Regions from separate parts of the Mus musculus genome. Here regions 1, 2, 4, 5, 6 and 7 are each linked to region 3. A link is a contact called in public HiChIP or PLAC-seq and promoter capture Hi-C data. All regions are on one chromosome and are shown on one strand. Each heading gives the region's core, a stretch centred on a gene start, on an enhancer-like site or on the middle of the called end of the contact. The rest is flanking DNA. Distances are from core to core; before and after follow the strand shown.

Evidence for each region. Promoter capture Hi-C pulls out the DNA fragments that hold promoters and counts their contacts. HiChIP or PLAC-seq counts read pairs in DNA pulled down with a chosen protein or histone mark.
Region 1: an H3K4me3 HiChIP or PLAC-seq map of embryonic stem cells shows a contact between it and region 3, with 5 times the contacts expected there. The contact joins the promoter of Akp3 here to the promoter of Snorc in region 3. A contact is called at or near these places in 6 of 39 promoter capture datasets (embryonic stem cells, hematopoietic stem and progenitor cells, liver and 2 more) and 1 of 115 datasets of contacts at active chromatin or transcription factors (embryonic stem cells).
Region 2: a contact with region 3 is called in a promoter capture Hi-C map of liver, with 6 times the contacts expected there. The contact joins the enhancer-like site here to the promoter of Snorc in region 3. A contact is called at or near these places in 13 of 39 promoter capture datasets (the 3T3-L1 cell line, 3T3-L1-derived adipocytes, the HPC-7 cell line and 8 more), 5 of 484 Hi-C or Micro-C datasets (the HPC-7 cell line, bone marrow-derived macrophages, cortical neurons and 2 more), 2 of 115 datasets of contacts at active chromatin or transcription factors (T-cell acute lymphoblastic leukemia and extraembryonic endoderm stem cells) and 1 of 9 other capture datasets (liver).
Region 4: a promoter capture Hi-C map of embryonic stem cells shows a contact between it and region 3. The contact joins the promoter of Ecel1 here to the promoter of Snorc in region 3. A contact is called at or near these places in 10 of 39 promoter capture datasets (cranial neural crest, embryonic stem cells, hematopoietic stem and progenitor cells and 3 more), 1 of 115 datasets of contacts at active chromatin or transcription factors (embryonic stem cells) and 1 of 9 other capture datasets (embryonic stem cells).
Region 5: a contact with region 3 is called in a promoter capture Hi-C map of embryonic stem cells, with 2.9 times the contacts expected there. The contact joins the promoter of Alppl2 here to the promoter of Snorc in region 3. A contact is called at or near these places in 4 of 39 promoter capture datasets (embryonic stem cells, liver and stem cell-derived epiblast-like cells).
Region 6: a promoter capture Hi-C map of liver shows a contact between it and region 3, with 3 times the contacts expected there. The contact joins the enhancer-like site here to the promoter of Snorc in region 3. A contact is called at or near these places in 4 of 39 promoter capture datasets (cranial neural crest, hippocampal neurons, liver and 1 more) and 2 of 115 datasets of contacts at active chromatin or transcription factors (embryonic basal ganglia and embryonic stem cells).
Region 7: a contact with region 3 is called in an H3K4me3 HiChIP or PLAC-seq map of pro-B cells, with 6 times the contacts expected there. The contact joins the promoter of Dgkd here to the promoter of Snorc in region 3. A contact is called at or near these places in 10 of 39 promoter capture datasets (the 3T3-L1 cell line, cranial neural crest, embryonic stem cells and 5 more), 1 of 15 datasets of contacts at CTCF or cohesin (large pre-B cells), 6 of 115 datasets of contacts at active chromatin or transcription factors (SST interneurons, embryonic forebrain, embryonic hindbrain and 3 more) and 2 of 9 other capture datasets (adipose tissue and embryonic stem cells).

The regions. Positions count from the first base shown.
Region 1 is chr1:87,123,536-87,126,235 of GRCm38.p6, forward strand. Akp3 (alkaline phosphatase 3, intestine, not Mn requiring) reads left to right here and starts at 1,419. Exons shown (of 11, transcript NM_007432.3): 1 at 1,419-1,539; 2 at 1,623-1,739; 3 at 1,857-1,972; 4 at 2,092-2,266; 5 at 2,345-2,517. The coding sequence starts at 1,473.
Region 2 is chr1:87,923,786-87,926,485 of GRCm38.p6, forward strand. Dgkd (diacylglycerol kinase, delta) reads left to right here. Exons shown (of 30, transcript NM_177646.3): 11 at 287-426; 12 at 695-779; 13 at 1,909-2,003; 14 at 2,088-2,187; 15 at 2,266-2,539. Among named protein-coding and RNA genes, the nearest start is that of Gm19582, 71 kb to the left of the region's middle. Within about 2 kb of position 1,321, at least 5 of the 459 cell types and tissues checked have an H3K27ac peak or open chromatin away from gene starts, as enhancers often do. A contact at or near this core is called in liver, where this site is marked.
Region 3 is chr1:87,468,891-87,471,590 of GRCm38.p6, forward strand. It overlaps Snorc (secondary ossification center associated regulator of chondrocyte maturation), which reads left to right and starts at 1,311. Exons shown (of 3, transcript NM_028473.2): 1 at 1,311-1,521. The coding sequence starts at 1,449.
Region 4 is chr1:87,154,695-87,157,394 of GRCm38.p6, forward strand. Ecel1 (endothelin converting enzyme-like 1) reads right to left here and starts at 1,442. Exons shown (of 18, transcript NM_001277925.1): 1 at 1,326-1,442; 2 at 1-394. The coding sequence starts at 295. The region is part of intron 3 of Gm33292 (a long non-coding RNA gene); the gene reads left to right.
Region 5 is chr1:87,088,481-87,091,180 of GRCm38.p6, forward strand. It overlaps Alppl2 (alkaline phosphatase, placental-like 2), which reads right to left and starts at 1,448. Exons shown (of 11, transcript NM_007433.3): 1 at 1,220-1,448; 2 at 1,015-1,131; 3 at 793-908; 4 at 470-644; 5 at 226-398; 6 at 1-10. The coding sequence starts at 1,283. All of the region lies in intron 1 of Gm29371 (a long non-coding RNA gene), which reads left to right.
Region 6 is chr1:87,890,284-87,892,983 of GRCm38.p6, forward strand. All of the region lies in intron 3 of Dgkd (diacylglycerol kinase, delta), which reads left to right. Among named protein-coding and RNA genes, the nearest start is that of Gm19582, 37 kb to the left of the region's middle. Within about 2 kb of position 1,433, at least 79 of the 459 cell types and tissues checked have an H3K27ac peak or open chromatin away from gene starts, as enhancers often do. A contact at or near this core is called in liver, where this site is marked.
Region 7 is chr1:87,851,854-87,854,553 of GRCm38.p6, forward strand. It overlaps Dgkd (diacylglycerol kinase, delta), which reads left to right and starts at 1,434. Exons shown (of 30, transcript NM_177646.3): 1 at 1,434-1,603. The coding sequence starts at 1,448. Gm19582 (predicted gene, 19582) reads right to left here and starts at 2,446. Exons shown (of 2, transcript NR_136921.1): 1 at 2,118-2,446; 2 at 1,494-2,005.

The DNA.
Region 1 (2,700 bases), core at 169-2,668, 350 kb before region 3:
AATACATAGACAAGGGTGGTCTCAAACCCATAGAGATCCTCCTGCCTCTTTCTCCTGAGTGTTGGGATGAGAAGTGCTTGTCGTATTGGCTTTTAACTCACAGTGTGGCCATGGCTATCTTGGCCCAATCCTCCTGCCTCCAACTCCTGAGTTCATAATTACACTTGGCAGATTCCCTTCTGTTTTCAGGCTAATGATATTCAGTTACTTATATGAACCATTTCTTGTTTATTTGTTTTTGTTTTTTGAGATAGGGTTTCTCTGTATAGCCCCGGCTGTCCTGGAACTCACTTTGTAGACCAGGCTGGCCTCGAACTCAGAAATCCGCCTGTCTCTGCCTCCCAAGTACTGGGATTAAGGCGTGCGCCACCACCCATTTCTTGTTTGTTGATCCATTTATCCACCCTAGGACACTCAGGGTATAATTTCATTTTCAATGGCAAAGGATGGTGAGGGCTATATTTAAAACGAAGGTTTCTTTAAGTGGGTTTGGAAGTCCAATGCCCTGGCTCTTATATGTGCTTGAATCTCCTAAGGATCCTCTTCACTACATCACATGGTGAATAGCATCATGAGGAGACAGAGAGAACGCTCCTAAGGGAGCCAAAAATGAAGGAGAGGCCCGTCTTGATCAGTCATCATAACCCCCTCTAGTAGGGACTAAGTAGGATCTCATGAAAAACACCATAACCCCTTCTAAGAAAACAGCCTCAAAGGACCTAGTCACCTCTCCCTTCCATCACCTCCCAACATCATCATCACACTAGGGACCAAGCCTGCAACTTGTGCACTTCAGGGACAGGCTCCATCCATATTCAAGCCACAGCACATGGTTGCTCTTGTTGGAGGCTGCTGTGCGATGTTTGTCTCAACATAGAAGATAGAGCTCTGCCTGCAACCCCATCTTAAACAGACAGCGAAGAGAAAGCATCCCAAGTACTTGCCCAGGTCAAGCTTAATGGGGGGCCAAGTAGACAGCAGGACATTCAGTGTGCCTTGTTTCCTTTGTCTTTTGGCTCCAGGTATCAGCAAGCCAAACAAAGGCCCCTCATCTAAGCTGTGTTCTTCCAGGCCTACCTCCAGCGCCCAGAATGAGCCTATTGGCCCCCACAGCTCTCAGGAGCAAGAGTGATGTACAGGACATTGTGAGCAAGAAGTGGGTGCTGCAAACTGCATAACCCCCCTCCCTACCCGGGGAGGACACCGAGTGCTCACACAGAGCTTACTCGTCAGGACCCCCAGCCCAGGCTGGGTTAGACACACCCTGCCATTTTTCTCTAACAAGCAGGAGTTCAGTTCAGTTCACAGGGATGGGGTGGGGCCAGGATGGCCACTTTGATCCATGGGAGGGGCGTGGTGTTGTGCAGTTAGGAACAAAGTCTCCCCCTATTTAAGTCCAGGCACTCTGTGCTTTAGTTGATCCCTGGTGTCTCGTGTCTTTGTCTGCTGCTGTCCCGCCACCAGCCCCAGCCATGCAGGGCACCTGGGTGCTGCTGCTGCTGGGCCTCAGGCTACAGCTGTCCCTTAGTGTCATTCCAGGTAATGAGGCTCCTTCCAATGAACACCCCATTCCCACCCATGGCCCTTCATGCTGACCCTTCCTCTGCTATTCCCTTGGCCAGTGGAGGAGGAGAACCCGGCCTTCTGGAACAAGAAGGCAGCCGAGGCCCTGGATGCTGCCAAGAAGCTGCAGCCCATTCAGACATCAGCTAAGAACCTCATCATCTTCCTGGGTGACGGTGAGTGTGTGAGCGAGGCCTGGCCACCCTGGGGCCCTTGTACTCCAAGTACCCAGGGCCACTGGTGGGTACGGACAGGCCTCAGGGTTCAGTCCTGACGAGGTTCTGCTCCTTCAGGGATGGGGGTACCAACAGTGACAGCCACCAGGATCCTAAAGGGACAGTTGGAAGGTCATCTAGGACCTGAGACACCCCTAGCCATGGACCGCTTCCCATATATGGCTCTGTCCAAGGTGAGTTCTTAGCCACATCTGAAATGACTGATGGGGATCCAGGGCAAGGGAGGCAGAGAGGCTCGGGTGAAGAAATAAATGTCTGCTTTGAGCCCAGTTGGGGGTGTCTCTGTCCCCAGACATACAGTGTGGACAGACAGGTTCCAGACAGTGCAAGCACGGCCACCGCCTACCTGTGTGGGGTCAAGACCAACTACAAGACCATCGGCGTGAGCGCAGCCGCGAGATTCGACCAGTGCAACACCACATTTGGCAATGAGGTCTTCTCAGTGATGTACCGTGCCAAGAAAGCAGGTGAGTTGGAGCCAGGCTCAGCTATGGGGGGCAAGCCTAGGGGACTGGATGTCTCACCCTGACCTTTGCCGTCTTCAGGAAAATCCGTAGGTGTGGTGACCACCACCAGAGTGCAGCACGCCTCTCCCTCGGGCACATATGTTCACACAGTGAACCGCAATTGGTATGGGGATGCTGACATGCCTGCCTCTGCGCTGCGGGAAGGTTGCAAGGACATTGCTACACAACTCATCTCCAACATGGACATTAATGTAAGGAATAAAGTGTAAGGGAGAGGGGAAAGGGGAGGGAGAGGAGGAGAAGGAGGGGGAGGGAGGGGGAGGAAGGGGGGAAAGGGGGGAAGGGGTGGTCCCAGGCAACCTTGTAGACTGAACTCCCTGGATCTTCTGGGGTCTTTGAGGGCCGGGTAGTTCAGTTCCCACATACCTGGTGAG
Region 2 (2,700 bases), core at 71-2,570, 450 kb after region 3:
ATTTCAGTGTCTTTGGGAAGGGAGGGGTTATAGAAACCAGCAAGGTTTGATTGCCAAGACATGTTGAATAAGTGAGGAAGGGCTGGGGATCCTGGTATCTGCTGGTGATCACAAAGCCCATCTGTCCCCTCTAGTGGGCTCTACTGAGAAGGTACAGGCCACATACTTCAAATCAGACTTCCTACACTTATTGTGGCTATTGATGGTGTCAACAGAGTGTGTACTGCATGAGAATGGTTCTTAGACTTGCTGTCTAAGGAATGTTTTCCTCACTGTTTTCCACCAGTGTCAGCTAGGTGTGCTGCCCCTGGGGACAGGGAACGACCTGGCCCGTGTTCTTGGCTGGGGCTCTGCCTGTGATGATGATACACAGCTTCCTCAGATCTTGGCAAAGCTGGAGAGGGCCAGCACTAAGATGCTGGACAGGTGAGTGGGGCAGCCAGGATGTGTGAATGGCAGCTGGACCAAGAAGCATTGGCCTCTGTGGCCAAGCTTCATACTCTAAGACTTGTGAGGACTAAGACTAGCCCTAGTCTCAAGAAAACCAGAAAACTCAAACAGTCAGAATACAACTAAGATAAAGGCACCAGACTATGACATTGGAGCAGTGAGGGGTTGGTTGGGGGATGGGGCCCTGCAGATCCCTGGGTGTTAGTGGGTATTCTGCAGCTGAGCTGACTTTGGGCCTGTGCAGGTGGAGTGTCATGGCATATGAGACCAAGCTCCCTCGGCAGGCCTCCTCCTCCACTGTCACTGAGGACTTCAGCGAGGACTCAGAGGTACCACCATTTGCTTGCTCTTTCTCTTGTAGTGCTGGGAATGGCACTTCAATTCTCACACTTGGCACTGAGCTGACCCCCAGTCCACCACCTGCTATTTAAGCCCCACATGTGATTGTCATGTACTCAGCTTTTTTACTACATCCTTGTCCCTTTTGTGGTTCTGAAGGAGTGCAGGAAGAGCCTTGGGCTGAGATTGAGGCTGAGCAGGCTCAACTCTAGGGCTTCATGACTGTTGGGAGGTGCTTTCCGATGCCTAACCCCTTGTGACATCTTATGCTCAGCACTTATGCAGTCTGCTGTTCTTCCTATACAGCCTCCTCCTGTCTGCTTCCGGAAGTCTCCATGCTCATCTGTCTCTCTCTGACATCTGTGCTGCCCTTGTAGTTAGCACACACCGCTTCAGCACCAGTTCCAGTCCTCTGTGCTGAGCAGTGGCCACTCCAGGGATTCAGTTCTGAGATCCTGATTTGTGTTTATGTCCTAACTGCTCCGCTGGGCACATGCAGTGTTGGTCCTGCTAGGTGACTGGTCTGACAAGCCCAAGGGGTCAAGGACAGTAGCAGTCAGCAAGCCAAGCCAAGCCTACTTTTTATGGCTTCACAGGTGGAGCGTGGCCTGTGCTTTTGTTTTGAGAATATTTGTGTGGAGCCTGAGAAAAGTACCCAGGAAAATGTCTGAGACTGGCACAGATAGTTTCTCTTTGACCTGTGAGAAGGTTTGCTTGCTATGGGGTGGACAGAGAACGGTGGAGCTGAGAGACAGAGTTCCTGGTCAGGGCAAAAGGAAGCTTCTGCACTGCCTGGCCACGAGCGAGCGCACTACTGAAGGTAGACTGGGGTTTACGCCAGGGCTTTCAGGCTTTCTCACTGTCCTGCCTGAAGAGCCATAGTCTGTCGGGGGCTCTGATAGGGATTGTTTAGTTCTGACTCATCATTTAGTCTGTCCACAGGTTGGTGACACTTTTGTCCTCGCTCCCTTAGCGGTGGACAGCCCTGATAGTGTTTAGAGATGGTCTGTTCTGTGAGAGGATGGACCAGAAGGGCCGAAGAAAACTCCCAAGTCAGACACTAATGGCGCTCACAGTAGACTGTGGGACTAACTGCCCCCTGTTTTGGTATGATTATAGGTGCAGCAAATTCTCTTCTATGAAGACTCAGTCGCAGCTCATCTTTCTAAAATCTTAACTTCGGACCAGCATTCTGTGGTGATCTCATCAGCCAAGTGAGTAGTGGGGCTCTGGGGACTCAGAGAGGCGGCACGCTGCTGCTCTGCAGGGTCCCAGCCAAGCTGCCTTCTGTCCTACAGAGTGCTCTGTGAGACAGTGAAGGACTTTGTGGCTCGAGTGGGCAAGGCCTATGAGAAGACGACAGAGAGCTCGCAGGAGTCAGAGGTCATGGCCAAGAAGGTAGGTTCCCAGGCACAGGGTAGGTGGAGCAGCTGGTGCAGAGGAGCTTGCTCTCATGCTGCTATTTCTTGAATCCAGTGCTCTGTCTTGAAAGAGAAACTGGACTCTCTCCTCAAGACCTTGGATGACGAGTCTCAGGCTTCATCCTCTCTGTCTAACCCACCTCCTACCATTGCTGAGGAGGCTGAGGATGGGGACGGATCAGGCAACATCTGTAGCTCTACTGGGGACCATTTGGTGGGCTCGGCATGCCCCTCCCGGCCACAGATCTTCCGGCCCCGGGAGCAGCTAATGCTGAGAGCCAACAGCCTGAAGAAAGCAATTCGCCAGATTATAGAGCACACAGAAAAAGGTAATGGGTCTCTGAGTCCCTAGGTGTCACTGGAGTTCCCAGATTCCCTGGATGTAGTTATAGACCCAAGGACTTCCCCACCTCCATCTTCATATGACAGTTCCCAAACCCTGTCGACCATTCACTCTCTCCTACCTACCCTCTCACTGCCCTAGGACCAC
Region 3 (2,700 bases), core at 61-2,560:
GAACACACAAGGGGGAGCGATATGAAAATTCATAAAAATGTAAGTGCTGTGAAGAACCTTAAAGTGACCCAACGACAGGACACAGGCTGACTGACCAAGCTCAGACCTGGAGAAACATGATGATGAGTGTAGCTACTACTTTCTAGGGAAGAAGATAGAGTGCAAAGGCCCTGGGGCAGGAGCCACGCTAGTATCCTGCAGGAGCCCTATTGTTGGGGCCAGCAGCTGGAACATAGGGAGAGAGCAGGAAAGCAGAGGGAAGACTGGCTAGGGAATTTGCCTTTTTGTTTGGAAAACTATGAAGTAGCAGAGCCTCAGGGGCTTAAGAGACTTGGGGAACTTGCAGGGTGAGCACACCTGTGTGTGTGTGTGTGTGTGTGTGTGTGTGTGTGTGTGTGTGTGCGCGCGTGTGTTGAAGTCCATCTGTGGGTGTAGGCAGAGGCTGAGGAGGCCAATGTGCTTGGTCAGACCTGTTGGGAAGGTAGTGAGCTGAACTCTGAGCCAAGCCCAGGCTTAAAGGTGAAACTGAGTCTCTGGATTAGTGGAGAGTGCCTACAAGAACAAGGGAGCCAGGGAGAAGGACTTGTGCATTGAGACCTTCCTGGAAGGGGCCTAGAGCGGCTGGCCAAGGGGCTTTAATAGAAAATGCCTCACAACCTTAGCTTTAGTAAGGGCCAGTGGAAGGGTCCTGAGCAGGGTCTCCCAGAGTCCTGAGCACAGTGGCTCAAGGCATTTGTTGTGCCTGGGTGAGGCTCCTGTCTTGGGAGGCTGGGAAAGTTTGTACTTTCACTAGTCCAGGAATATGTGTGTGTGTGTGTGTGTGTGTGTGTGAGAGAGAGAGAGAGAGAGAGAGAGAGAGAGAGAGAGACAGAGAGAGTGAGACAGAGAGACAGAGACAGAGAGACAGAGAAGAGAAAGAGGAGGGGAGCAGGGCAGAGACAGAGAGAGAGGAAAGGAACCCTCTCTCTCCCCTCCCCTCCCCTCCCCTCCCCTCCCCTTCTCTCCCTTTCTCTCCCCTTTTCTCTCCTCTCCTCTCCTCTCCTCTCCTCTCCTCTCCTCTCCTCTCCTCTCCTCTCCTCTCCTCTCCTCTCCTCTCCTCTCCTCTCCTCTCCTCTCCTCTCCTCTCCTCTCCTCTCCTCTCCTCTCCTCTCCAGGGTGGGGCTGTTTGGTAGTTCAGGACTGCAGGTCTGTCTGAGTGCGCTCTCTCTCTCTCTCTCTCTCTCTCTCTCTCTCTCTCTCTCTCTCTCTCTCTCTCTGTGTGTGTGTGTGTGTGTGTGTGTGTGTGTGTGTGCATGCGCGTGCATGTGTGAGGGGCGGGCACGGTGTCCCAGGAGGACAGAGTTTGCATTGATGAAAACCCTTCCCAGCTCTTTGAAGCCTCTTTCCCGCTGCCTGAGCCCAGCCGCCTAGTCCTCTGTGTCCCATAAGACTGCTCACTCCCTGCCAGGATGGCATCTTGTCTGGCCCTGCGCGTGGCGCTGCTGCTCATCTCTGGGGTCCTGGCCCCTGCGGTGCTCACAGGTAAGGGGCGCAGGCCCTCAGCTCTGCTGCTACCAACTTCTCAGGGCCAATAACTACCACTGGGACCAGATCCTCCAGTACCTATGGGGTACAAGCCCCTCACACAAGGTGGGATTCCCAGCTGTGGTGATTCTGGGAGACTCCCACAATGCTGGCTGGTAGAAACCGAGTAAGATGATGTATGTTAGCAGCAGGATGGGTGGCCATTGAAAAAGACTTGGGTATCAGGGTCTGGTACATTTGGCTGTCTGATGTTCTTGGGGTAATACTTTGCCGCTAGAACACCTGGAGACTTCTGGACCTGGGAGGCTGGAGGACTCATCAGACATAAGGCAAAGGGCTAAAGGCCAGAGACCCTCTGGGCAGAAAACCCAGAGACTCATGATTCCTTTAAATTCTGCAAACCCTTTCCTTCTGACTTACGACCTAGGTGCTGTCCCCATAGAGATAAATATTTCTTAGAGTCTTTTGCAGGATAGTGAGGAAACTGGACTGAGCCCTAGGTGGCCTCTCTGGGGTCTGAAAAAAACACTGCATGGCAGGCCTGCTCTGGGTCTGCTTCAGAGCAGGGACATAGGCACAGATAGGCTTTGATTATGAGAAAATAAATCTCGCGCAGTTGTTCAGTAGTCTGCAGAAAGGCCTCTGGGTTCCCTGGTTGTCTTACAACATTGCTGCCTGAACTTTAGGGGTGTCTGTGTGTCTACAAAGGAAAGAAGTCACCTCTGTGGTAGAAGCATAGCCTCGGAACTCGCGGCCACACCCCAGGATGGTGACGGTGGTCTGTGGGCCGTTCTACCTCCCCTCAACACCCCAGGAAATAGCTAAAGACCTGACTCTGCCCAGCCTGGCTCATACCTCTCTTGGCCATTTCCTAATCTGTAGAAGGTGGCACCCACTACGCTGCCTCCCTCATAGTGGGATGCTAAGGCCTCACCAGGGCTCAATGCAGGGCTCTGAGGATGGCCAAATGTCCAGTCAACACTCAGTGTTCAGAGTGTGAGCAGGGTTCAAAGCCCGAATGGATTTTGGGGAGAACCATCTCTTCTCATATGTTGGGACACACCCAGCTTCTGGAGTGGGAGCTGTGCTCGGTAATGTAGCCTGAAGTACCCCTGAGTTAGGACTTACAGTGGGAGGAGGCATTTTCTATTGCCTAGGACTTGGAGCTGAGACCCA
Region 4 (2,700 bases), core at 192-2,691, 310 kb before region 3:
CCTCGGGACAGGCTCCGCCACCGCCCGCCGCTCCCGGGCCCAGGTATTTGAGCGCCAGCATGGCCGCCAGGATGGCGCAGAGGCCGGCAGCAAACACCAACCCCGACAGCAGGCACACCTCGCGTCGATTCCAGCGGGGCAGCCCAGACCTGGACCCGCTAGCACTGCGCCCTGAGCCCCTCGGGAAGCCTGGAGGCAGTGAGGTCCCTCGAGCGCCCCCGGTGCCACACCGGCTCACATACTTGACTTCCTGGAACTCGTCGTAGTGCGCTGTCATGGAATACGGGGCCTCCATTGTGCCGAGGCTTTGGCTGCAGACCCCTTGTTTGGTCGATTATAGGCTGCTTCTGTCTGCGGGCTTTCTGGTCGGAGCCCACATGGCCCTCGGTCGCAGCTGTAGGAAGGGAACATTAGCAGGCTCAGAGAGGCCCTGGAAAGTGAGGGGACCCAGAAAACAAAGGGTGGGAGTTAGTTTAAGAAGATGGAGGCCACCTGTGATCCACAACCAAGGATCCCACTTCACTCCGTCAACCAAGAAAGAAGGGTTCAGTTGCCAGCAGCTCTTACTGGAATAGTAGCCTTTAACCTGCCTACCCAGGTCTCCACAAGCTCACCACAGAGTAAGGATGCTCGGACACAAAACCAAAGAGCACCGGGCACAAAGTGGGGGCTTCACTGACAACCTGTTTCCCTTGTCTTTGCCTTTCTTGCCCATCATCCTCTCCAGACAAGCCAGGTGGGGGAGGGGGAAGCAGAGGCCGGAGAAAGGAGGTGTGGTCAGGGGCGCCTCTCTGCGGACCCTGAAGCCTCCTTCAGTTCTCCGAACTAAAAGCGACCAGACACCCAAACTTCGTCCTCGGGGAAGTCTGCAGGACCACTCTCAAGCCACCCTCTGGCTGTTTCTCTTCAATGGCTCCAAAGCCCACAAGTCCCTTCCCCAAGCAGCAGCCCTCTCCATTCCCCATCTTTCCCCCACCCGACTCCCCAACCCCGACGGCCCAGATGGAAAACCAGAGACTGGTTTCATCATTTGCCACCCATCAACGCCCCGGGCCATCCCTGTCGTCAACAGGTTCTCCCCAGAATCCAAAGTTGGGAGAAGTTTCACCCCCTTTGCTGCGCCAGCCCTGAGCTCAATCTCTTGCGTCGCGCGGCGCAGTCAGCGGAGCTTGAGAGCCGAGTCCTGGAGTCGCAGCCGCAGCCGCAGCTGGAGCCAGAGCCGGGAGGACAGAGACAAAGCCGAGAAGCTCGGCTCGGCAGCCGCGGTGGCCTCGGAGGTGGCTGTGATGATGTCCTCGGAGGCGGCGGGCCCGAATGACACTTACCCGGCAGGTGCGCGTCTGGGCCGGGCGAGGACCGAGGGAGGGGTCGGGAGCAAATCCCGGCCTCAGCCGGAGAGGAGCTGGGCTGGCTGCGGCTCTCTTCGTGCGCCCGCCGCCTCTGCCGCCGCGCCGCGCCGCCCGCCAGCCCCGAAGGAGGGGGCGCGCCGGCGGCTCCACCCTCCTTCTCCCGCCCCCTGCACCCCTCCTTCTCTCTGCTTCCCTCTGGGCTACCTGTCAGCTCCAGCAGTGCGGAGGTGGGGATGGCGACCGCGGAGATAACGCTCCTGAGAGTGATGCACCAGCTTCTGGCTCCAGGACTCCGGAGTCCAGATCTGTCCCGGGAGGAGGAAGCACGGTCCCTTCTGATGAGCCACTTGGAGCCACCTACCAGTCTGCGGTAAAGGGACTGAAGCTGGAGATCTGGAGGCCAGAGGGAAGTCTGGGCCGAGCCCACAGAAGCTCAGCCCAGGGAGGACTCCAATGGGCAGGTGAAGAGCCTGTATCTGGACCAGCACTCTGCCAGGCGCCATCAGCACCAAGACTTCTTTGTCCTTTTAACTCCTGCTTGCCCCATCTGGGTTCTGGTTGGTACAAGACCCTTTACCTAGCTCTCCTGGGGAGGTTGCAAGTAGAGGCTGAGGCTGTGGCCTCCTCAACCTTAGGTTTTCCTGACATCATTGGCAGGAAGTCCCAGACCCACATAGAAAGGCCTAGAAAAGGATGGTAGGGTGGGGAGAGGGAGGAATCTTGCTCCACTTCCCTCACGGGACTACACAGGGTGAGTTTGTCCAGTCTTCCACCCATTCCGGTTGGCTGAACTAGCTTTTTAAATGTTGGGGACCTCGCTCCTTCCAAGAGACAGAATCATCTTTACCTCTCCACTGTACCCACAAGGTGAAGCCCACACGTGACAGAGACCTGGGAGCTTTCTGAAGGACTGCTACTGTTTCAGGAATCTGCTTTCTCTGCCTCGACTTACCCATCTCTTCTGGTATCCCCAGCAAAGGACCACACAGCCCCAGCAATCCCAACCTTGTGGCTCCAGCCTGCAGCCCTGGCCTAAGCAATGTTTCAGACATTGGTGAAGACCGATGTGATAGAACCCATGTTGAGGTGGGACTGCGGAGAGCGACCACCATCCCGTCGCCATCCCCTCCGGATGTTCTTCATCGTCAGCTACCCAGTCACTAGCCTTTAGTGGCCACCTCTACCACTTTCCTGCCTGTCCAGTCTGTCCATTTCTAAGTCCCACTCACAGGACTGTCTTTCATTCTGACCATCCTAAGGTCCTCTCCTGCCCCATGCATTCTTCTCAGGTCCAATTAATTCTACTGAGGAGCGATGGAATTACGCAAAAATGCCGTGTTTCCGTGAGGGG
Region 5 (2,700 bases), core at 198-2,697, 380 kb before region 3:
CGAGGATCACCTACGATCAGAGGTGAGCTTGGGACCTGATTGATCCTCTGTTCCCTCCTGACAGCATCTGATCCCAGCAGGTCTGAAGGGACTCTGCGTCTTTTCTACCCACCCCCAACCCACCACTCAGATAACCTGGAGGACCCAGAGCCCAGGCTGCCGGCTGCCTATACTGCGATGAGTGACACCTCCATGCGGCCCTCCTCCCTCCCTCTTGGGGCTCACATCAATGTCCATGTTGGAGATGAGCTGAGTAGAGATGTCTTTGCAGCCATCCTGTAGCGCTGAGGCAGGCATTTGTGCATCCGAGTACCAACCACGGTTCACAGTGTGCGCGTAGGTGCCGGCCGGAGAAGCATGCTGCACCGACGTGGTGGTCACCACTCCCACAGACTTTCCTATAGAAAGTCACATGAGCCACCCAGGACCCCCGGGTCTGCCCAGGTCCTTCCACCCTGTCCCAACCTACCTGCTTTCTTAGCACGGTGCATCACCGAGACGACCTCGTTACCCCATGTCGTGTTGCACTGGTTGAAGCGTGCAGCTGCACTCAAGCCAATGACCTTCATGTTGGTTTTGACCCCGCAGAGAAAGGCTGTACCTGTGCCTGCGCTGTCCGGGATCTGCTTGTCTGTGTTGTATGTCTAGGGAGAGACAATCTCGGCTCAACTCTACTAGTAGACATTAGAGCTTGTCTTTTCCTGGGATTCTGGATTCTTCCCGGGAACCACTTTCCTGCCATATACCAGCTCTTGCCACCCACTGTGGAGACTCGAGTGTCTCCAAGCTCACCTTGGACAGAGCCATGTGTGGAAAGCGATCCATAGCTAGCTGTGTCTCAGGTCCCAGATGGCCTTGCTGCTGCCCCTTTAGGATCCGGGTAGCGGTTACTGTAGACACCCCCATCCCTGAAGGAGCAGAACATGATCAGGACTAACCCCTTAGGCCCACCAGGGGCCTCCTCGGGTGGCGGGTGTAGGAGAGTCCCAGGATAGGCAGGCCTCACGATCTCACCATCTCCCATGAGGATAACGAGGTTCTTAGCTGATGTCTGAATGGGCTTCAGCTTCTTGGCAGCATCCAGGGCCTCGGCTGCCTTTCGGTTCCAGAAGGCTGGATTCTCCTCCTCCACTGGCGAAGAAAAGAGCAGAGACAGGGTCAGACTGAAGACCCTGGAGCGCAAAGACGAGCGAGCAAACACCTGGAGGAGCCTCGTTACCTGGGATGACGCTCGGGCACACCTGTAGGCTGAGGCCCAGCAGCAGCAAGCAGGCTCCCCACATTGCTGTGGCAGGGTGCTGGTCTGTGAGGATGGCGGATGGAGAAGCTGCAATACCACAACACTAGCTGAGGTCCTGATGTGTTCCTCTTAAATAGGCGAAGATTTAGTTCCAACAGCAACCAAATAACTGGGCACACCTTTAATCTGCCACTCCAGGGGCAGAGACAGGCAGATCTCTGTGAGTTCCTCTTAAATAGGCGAAGACTTAGTTCCTGCCGGAAAGGCTCAGAGTCCCTCCCTAATCCTTAGGCACTACCCTGGCCCCACCCTATCCTGTGAACTGAATCTTGTCTGGCTGTAAAAAGTTGGCAAGGTGTGGAAGTCCAGGCCAACGTCCTGAATCTGTGGCTGAGGGTGGGTCCTAGGCATCTCCCCCACATTAGGTGGGAGGCTGGAGACAGCTACTGTCTGAGGGAAGAGCCTTAATCTTATGCTGCAGTGGTCACTGATCCTCCCATGGACATCCTTCTCTTTTTGTTCCAATTAGTCTTGCCCCCAATTGCCTCTCCCCTGACTAGGGCAGATATGGTATCCAGGAGCATTGGCCAGGAGAAATGTTGAATTGGAAAGATGGGGCTGATGGGTCCTATAGAACCACACTTGCACCACAGCTACTTTTGAGTGTTTGAATGCAATTGGACTGGGGGCAGTCCAAAATCCTGAGCCAAACCAGGCAAGGCCTGGGTCTTGCTCAGAAGCAGGCTTTCCCCTTATTTGATGTTGACTCGTATTCCCTTGGGCAGGTGGAGGGATCCCAGCGTGAGTGCTCTGCACAGACTCCGAGCACTTCTGTGGGTGTAACCTTCCTGTAATCTGGGGGTAAGCTAGGCTCACAGTGGCCAAGAAGTGTGGGGTCAAACCATGTCCCCATTGATGGATGCGTGGATCAGAGAAATGTGATCCACATAGGTGTGGTGGTCCAAGGTTGTAAGCCAGGTCTTCTAAGTCATGGCAGGAAAATTTAAGGGTAGCCTGTGCTACAAAGAAAATATATTGATTCAACAGCAACCAAATAACTGGGCACACCTTTAATCTGCCACTCCAGGGGCAAAGACAGGCAGATCTCTGTGAGTTCAAGGCCAATCTGGTCTACACTGTAAGTTCCAGCTACACAAACCTGCACAGAAAAACCCTGTCTTAAACCCCACTACTCAAAACAAACAAAAACAAGAACAATAAAAACAAAACAACAGCCTTTAATCCCAGCACTTGGGAAGCAGAGGCAGGCGAATTTCTGAGTTCGAGGCCAGCCTGGTCTACAGAGTGAGTTCCAGGATAGCCAGGGCTACACAGAGAAACCCTGTCTTGAAAAACAGAAACAAAAACAAAAAACAAAAAACAAACAAACAAAACAAACAAAACAAACAAAAAAACAACAAAAACCTAATCCATCAAGCCAGACTTTGTGGCACATTCCT
Region 6 (2,700 bases), core at 183-2,682, 420 kb after region 3:
GATATCTCAATTAAAGGGGGACCAACAATAGTAGATGCAGCCCCAGTCTGAGGCTGAATGTATAGAAAGCTGCTGGAATGTCACTGGTATAATTTCGTGTTCAGATGTTGAAGAAGGGCTATGGGATGGCTCAGCAGTTAGTTGTACAGATAATGAAGATCAGTTTGGATCTGAGAACCCATGGAGTGGGCTGGCATTTCACCCCAGGTCAGAGGAGGAGGAGACAGGAGGATCTCTGAGGCTTGCTGGCTTTCAGCCTAGCTGAGAAAATATGAGTTGTAGGTTCAGAGAGAAAGAGAGAACCAGTCTGAAAAATAATATTGAAGAGTAATAGTCAAAGATATACCACAGACTCCTTTCTGGTCTTTACTCATATACACAGATGCATGCACCTCACACATATGCATAATTCACAAACAGCACAAAGCCTAAAGAATCTGGAGTCAGATCTGCACAGCAATGGCAGGAGAAAAAATATGTTTAATAAGAGGTGAACAGGCTAGTACCTGAGTTTGATAAGAGGTGAACAGGCTAGTACCTGAGTTTGATAAGAGGTGAACAGGCTAGTACCTGAGTTTGATAAGAGGTGAACAGGCTAGTACCTGAGTTTGAGGCAGAATGATTATGAATTTGAGACCAATCTGGGCTGTGTTAGTGTACCTAGGAGATTCCTTTCTTTAATTGCTAGCTAAGTAATAAAGGAGCTTTATGGTGGCTTGGAAGACTTGTTCAGTACTGTTGTGTGTTTGGCTTTTAGGCTTGTGGGTGAGTAGTGGTTTCCTGGTGGCCCCGAACTTCTCATCTGTTCCCAGCAGATGTCAGCCTGAGGGTGATCAAAGATGTGCCATTGTGAGAAACTGTGACCTTTATCCAGATTTCAACATAAGTTTTCCTTCTCAGCTTGTTTAAATCTCTCATATTTCCTGGGCAAAATCCCTAGCCAATCACTTTGGCTTGGAGAAAGGAAAACTGTCCATACTTGGCAGATTTCTTCTTAGGAAAGACTTCCTGGTTCCTGTGACTGTTGGCCTGGGCCTGGGGTGGGCAGAGCTGTGTTTGAGGGTCCTTGGAGTAATTTTATGGGCTAAGTGTTGTTTCCCTACAGTCAGGAGCCCCTGCCTCTCTACTGGGAGGGGGCCCTTTTTGTGCTTAGCTAGGGATTCATTGGGAACCTGACTATGGCCCCACAGGCCATCTCTCAGCAGAGATTTCAGGCATTTCTCAGGTACCTGGAGCTTTACACTGTGCGTTTGCTGTTCCAAGGAAATAAAGAGATCACACCACTGTACTCTAAAATACTAGGCACTCTGAGACAAACAGGTTTTTTTTTCTGCATAATTTCCTAAAAAATGCTACCAGGTAAGCCTGAGGTAGCCTGCTCTTGTCACAGGATGGGCCCACAGTTAAGGCCGGCCTTGGTCAGTGGCAGGAGCCTGTGAGAACCATGCAGAGGGACTTTTACCCCAATCATACTCCATGCGTTAGAATTCATTCTGTGCTTTCCAAATCCAGAAGCAGGAAGAGGGCCTGGTCTTGTGCCAGGTTGGTGGCCATGTGTTTACCAAGTGTGTGGCTTTGTTGAAGGCAATGCCTATGCCTGGATACAACTGGTCTACAAGCCAGGCTTAGGCCAGTCTTCATAGTCACTCGAGGCAGAGAAGACACTGGTCTCCCTGGCAGCCAGGTGGGTTGGAATATAGTTTGGGTGTGAGGTCTTGCTTCTTGCCTGAGCTATGCGGTTAGATTATCAGGAGAATTGCCATGGACACAATCTAAGCTGTTTATGGATTATTGTGTGTGAATGAACATGTGTGTGTTTATTGTTAATATTCACTTGCCTTTCTTTACAAATGGCAGAGAAAACAAAAGCAGATAGTAGAATGACTGCCATTTGACTCTAGTCAAAACTAATAGTTTTATGAAGGGGTTTTTGACAGATGGAAAAGCCTTGGATCTGATTGAATCTTTCATAGAGTGCCTATGAAATTAATAAATAGTTGTTTTACTGAGCACTCTTTGATAAATGTACCTATTGTGTGACTGAGTATCTCTGATCTTAGAAATATGTTATCATTTTTTAGGAAATTATGTGGAAAAAAATCCTACCTGTTCGTCTCAGAGTGCCTAGTGTTTTAGAGTACTGTGGTGTGATCTCTTTATTTTCTTGAAACAACTTGTTACTGTCATTGCTGTTTACTGACTCAGTGTGTGTTATCTCCCACCTGAAGAAAAGGCAATGACTGTGTGAATCTCCATGTTCACACAGGACTGCAGAAGCTGTGGGTGCTACCTCTCAGAGAGATGTAAGGGTGCCCTCCATAGAGCCTGCTGTAAAAAGTGCTTTGTTTAGGGCTGCACCCAGGGCTAGGTCCAGTCCACCCCCGCCCTGCTGGACTTTGCTTCACAGAAGTTGGCACAGCCTTTTCTATGGGCTCATTGTTCATGGCTGCAAAGATTATTAAGGGAGGATCAGGACAGTCCGACATTCAGAAGATAATTAGGAGTTGGGGTTGCTCTGCACTTTCTTTGACTTCTTCATCCAAACAAAAAAGCTGAAGTGACATGACCTTGGAGATGGGGCCTTGGTATCTGCCCTGCACTCAGCTCTTTGGGCCTGTTTCTCAGGTGTAGGGCATGGGTACAACCCGCTGCCAGCCTTGTGCTGCCTTCTGAGGAGTGAACTTCATTTAGGGCTTGCTC
Region 7 (2,700 bases), core at 184-2,683, 380 kb after region 3:
CCTGGCTGTCCTGGAACTGAGTCTGTAGATCAGGCTGGCCTTGAACTCAGAGATCTGCTGGCTTTGGCTCCTGAGTGCTGGGATTAAAGGCGTGCACCACCACTGCCCAGCTTGGTTCTTTTTCTTTTTCTTTTTCTCTTTTCTTTTCTTAAATGTCATTCTTTAGCCTAGGCTGGTACTAGTTAATAGGAATTTAAATATAAGTACTTGTATGTAGCCAGTGGCTACAGCATAGGTGGAGTGTGTCCTGGTTCATCCAGGCATCTCAGATCTTTTTCACAAAAGTCATCCTCTGTACTGGTTGGGAGGTCAGTATCCTGGCCTCATCTTTGTGCCAGATTAGGAACCTCCTGTGGTTCCTGGTGGTATCTGACTTGTATTGCCACTAGAATGAGTTGTCCAGTTGTCCAGAGGCCCAAAGCTTGCTGATTGGTGGGTCTCCAGCAGCAGCCTCTGAAAGGGTGAAGGGATAGCCAAGGTGGTCCTCTGCTGACTTGCCTCTTAGAGCAGAGCAGAGCAGGAAGGTAGCACATTGTCCTGGTTGGCCCCAAGTCCTTTTCCATCTCAATATGCCCAAACAAAACAAAACAACAAAAAAACAAAACTCCAAACGGAAGCCACTCCTTTTCTAACTGCATAGGGTCCTCCTTTGGCTCAGAGTTCATTCTGCTATGTCTCTCTAGTACCCCATCCCTCCCTTCTGAATCTCAGTTCCCTTCTCTATCTCTCAGCCCCAGCCAGTAATTCAGAGTGCCTATTTGCCTTAATACTTCATAGATCCTCCGCTTTGTGACCCAGCCAGGCTCAGCTTATCTACCTCTTTACTCCCCCAACTCCAACCGGGTTTCTTGCTGCCCTCAGGTCTCAGCAGAAAAGGCCAATCCCGTATCTGGTCCTCAGAGCCTCGATCCCAAAGCTCTCCAGTTCCTGTCCTAGTCCCATTTTCCTCCCTCTAAGCCCCTCTAAATCCCTTCCTTCCTTTCTTTTTTCTTTTTGCCTCTGGGCCTTTGCACAGATCTAGCCTCTGCCTACAACACGGTTCCCCGGTTCTCCATCTTTCCTTAACAGTGGCCTTAACAGAAGTTCTCCCTCTGGGTGTACTTTCACGCACTCTGTAAACTGTTTCACCAACATAGTCCAGCGGCCTCCTAGAGATCACTTACACTCGGGTATGAGTGATAAAACAGTGTACTCAGAGACAAAAACTAGAAATTGTGTTCCAAGAAGAAAACGACAGAAGACATCAGAAGGAAAGAGATGGGTCAGGCCGAAACAACCCAGCAAGGGCCCGGCAAGCCTACGTCTGCGCCCACTGCCTATGGGGGCGCGGTGGGGTGGGGCGGCCGGCCTCTAGGCCCCGCCCCGCCCAGGCTCCGCCCCAGGCGCTGGGCCCATCCCATCCCCGCCCCGCCCCGCCCCCCCGCGGCGCGCGCGCTGGCCGGGCAGCATGGCGGCGGCGGCGGGCGCCCCTCCGCCGGGTCCTCCTCAGCCACCTCCGCCGCCGCCGCCTGAGGAGTCGTCCGACAGTGAACCCGAGGCTGAGCCGGGCTCCCCGCAGAAGCTTATCCGTAAGGTGTCCACGTCGGGCCAGATCCGGCAGAAGGTGAGCCCGCGGCGTCGGCCGGGCGCGCGCCCCTCACGCCGCGGTCCCTGCCGAGGCCCGTGACCGTGTGCGAGCGGCCGCCCAGGCCCTGCCGGGCCCGAGGTCCTGCGGTCGCTGCTACGGGGCCGAGCGCGCCGCGGCTTAACGGACCGCGGGGACCGGGCCGCGAGGACGGGGCCGCGGGGACCGGTCTGCGGGGACTGGGCGCAGGTGGGCGCCGCCGCTGAGGAGACCGAGGCCCGGCGTGCTGCTGGGGCCGCTGCGGGGACCGCTGCGGGGGCCGCAGGCGCGTGCTCCCCGAGGCCTGGGGGGTCTGTAGGTCTGAGCACCGGGTGCAGCTTCCCGTACTCACCTGCGTCAGGCTCTCCCTCCACTGCTCAGCCCGCTGCGGGGTCCTCACCCCTATGTTCCGAAAGGGAAGGGATGCGCGTGTAGTGGCCGCTTCTCCCTCTCTCCCTCCCTCTCTTCCTCCCTTTCACCCTCCTCCCTCCTTGGGAAAGCCGGGACTCCTCACCCGCTGGGCTCAGAACTCTCTCCGTGGAGAACTCCAGCCGCTCGGGTTGCAGTGCAGAGAGACACATGCCTTTTTGTTGTCTTTCCCTAAGAATAAAGTTGCACCCTTTGCTTTTCCTTTCTGGTTCCTCTTGAAAACTGCGTATGGTTTCTTGCCGAGGTGAGCCCTCCTTGTTGGAAGGGCTTCCTCAGGCAGGTGGCTGGACAGGTGGTGGCTAGCAGGTTGCCACCGTGGGGCAGCCTTGGCAGTTCCGGCTGGCACGGGCTTGCTCATCCTGCTGCAGTGCGCTTTTCCTCCGAGGCCAGTTAGTTACCCTTTACTGGAAAAACCATTTCTTGCTTGATCATCTGCCACCCTCTGTTACTTGCCGGGGTTGGGGATTGGGGTGCCATTTAGGTGCTGACGTGGTCCATTTGTTATGTGGTACCCAAGTCATTCAGCACACGGGACCTAACACCTGTGTTATTCTAGCTATAACAATTACAGCCCCAGGAACAAGTTTAAGGAGCCTTGATACTAATGGAAATGCCCTTTCCTAGTGCTTGGTCCTTAAGATAGGTAGTGGTGTGAGGCAGATCAGACT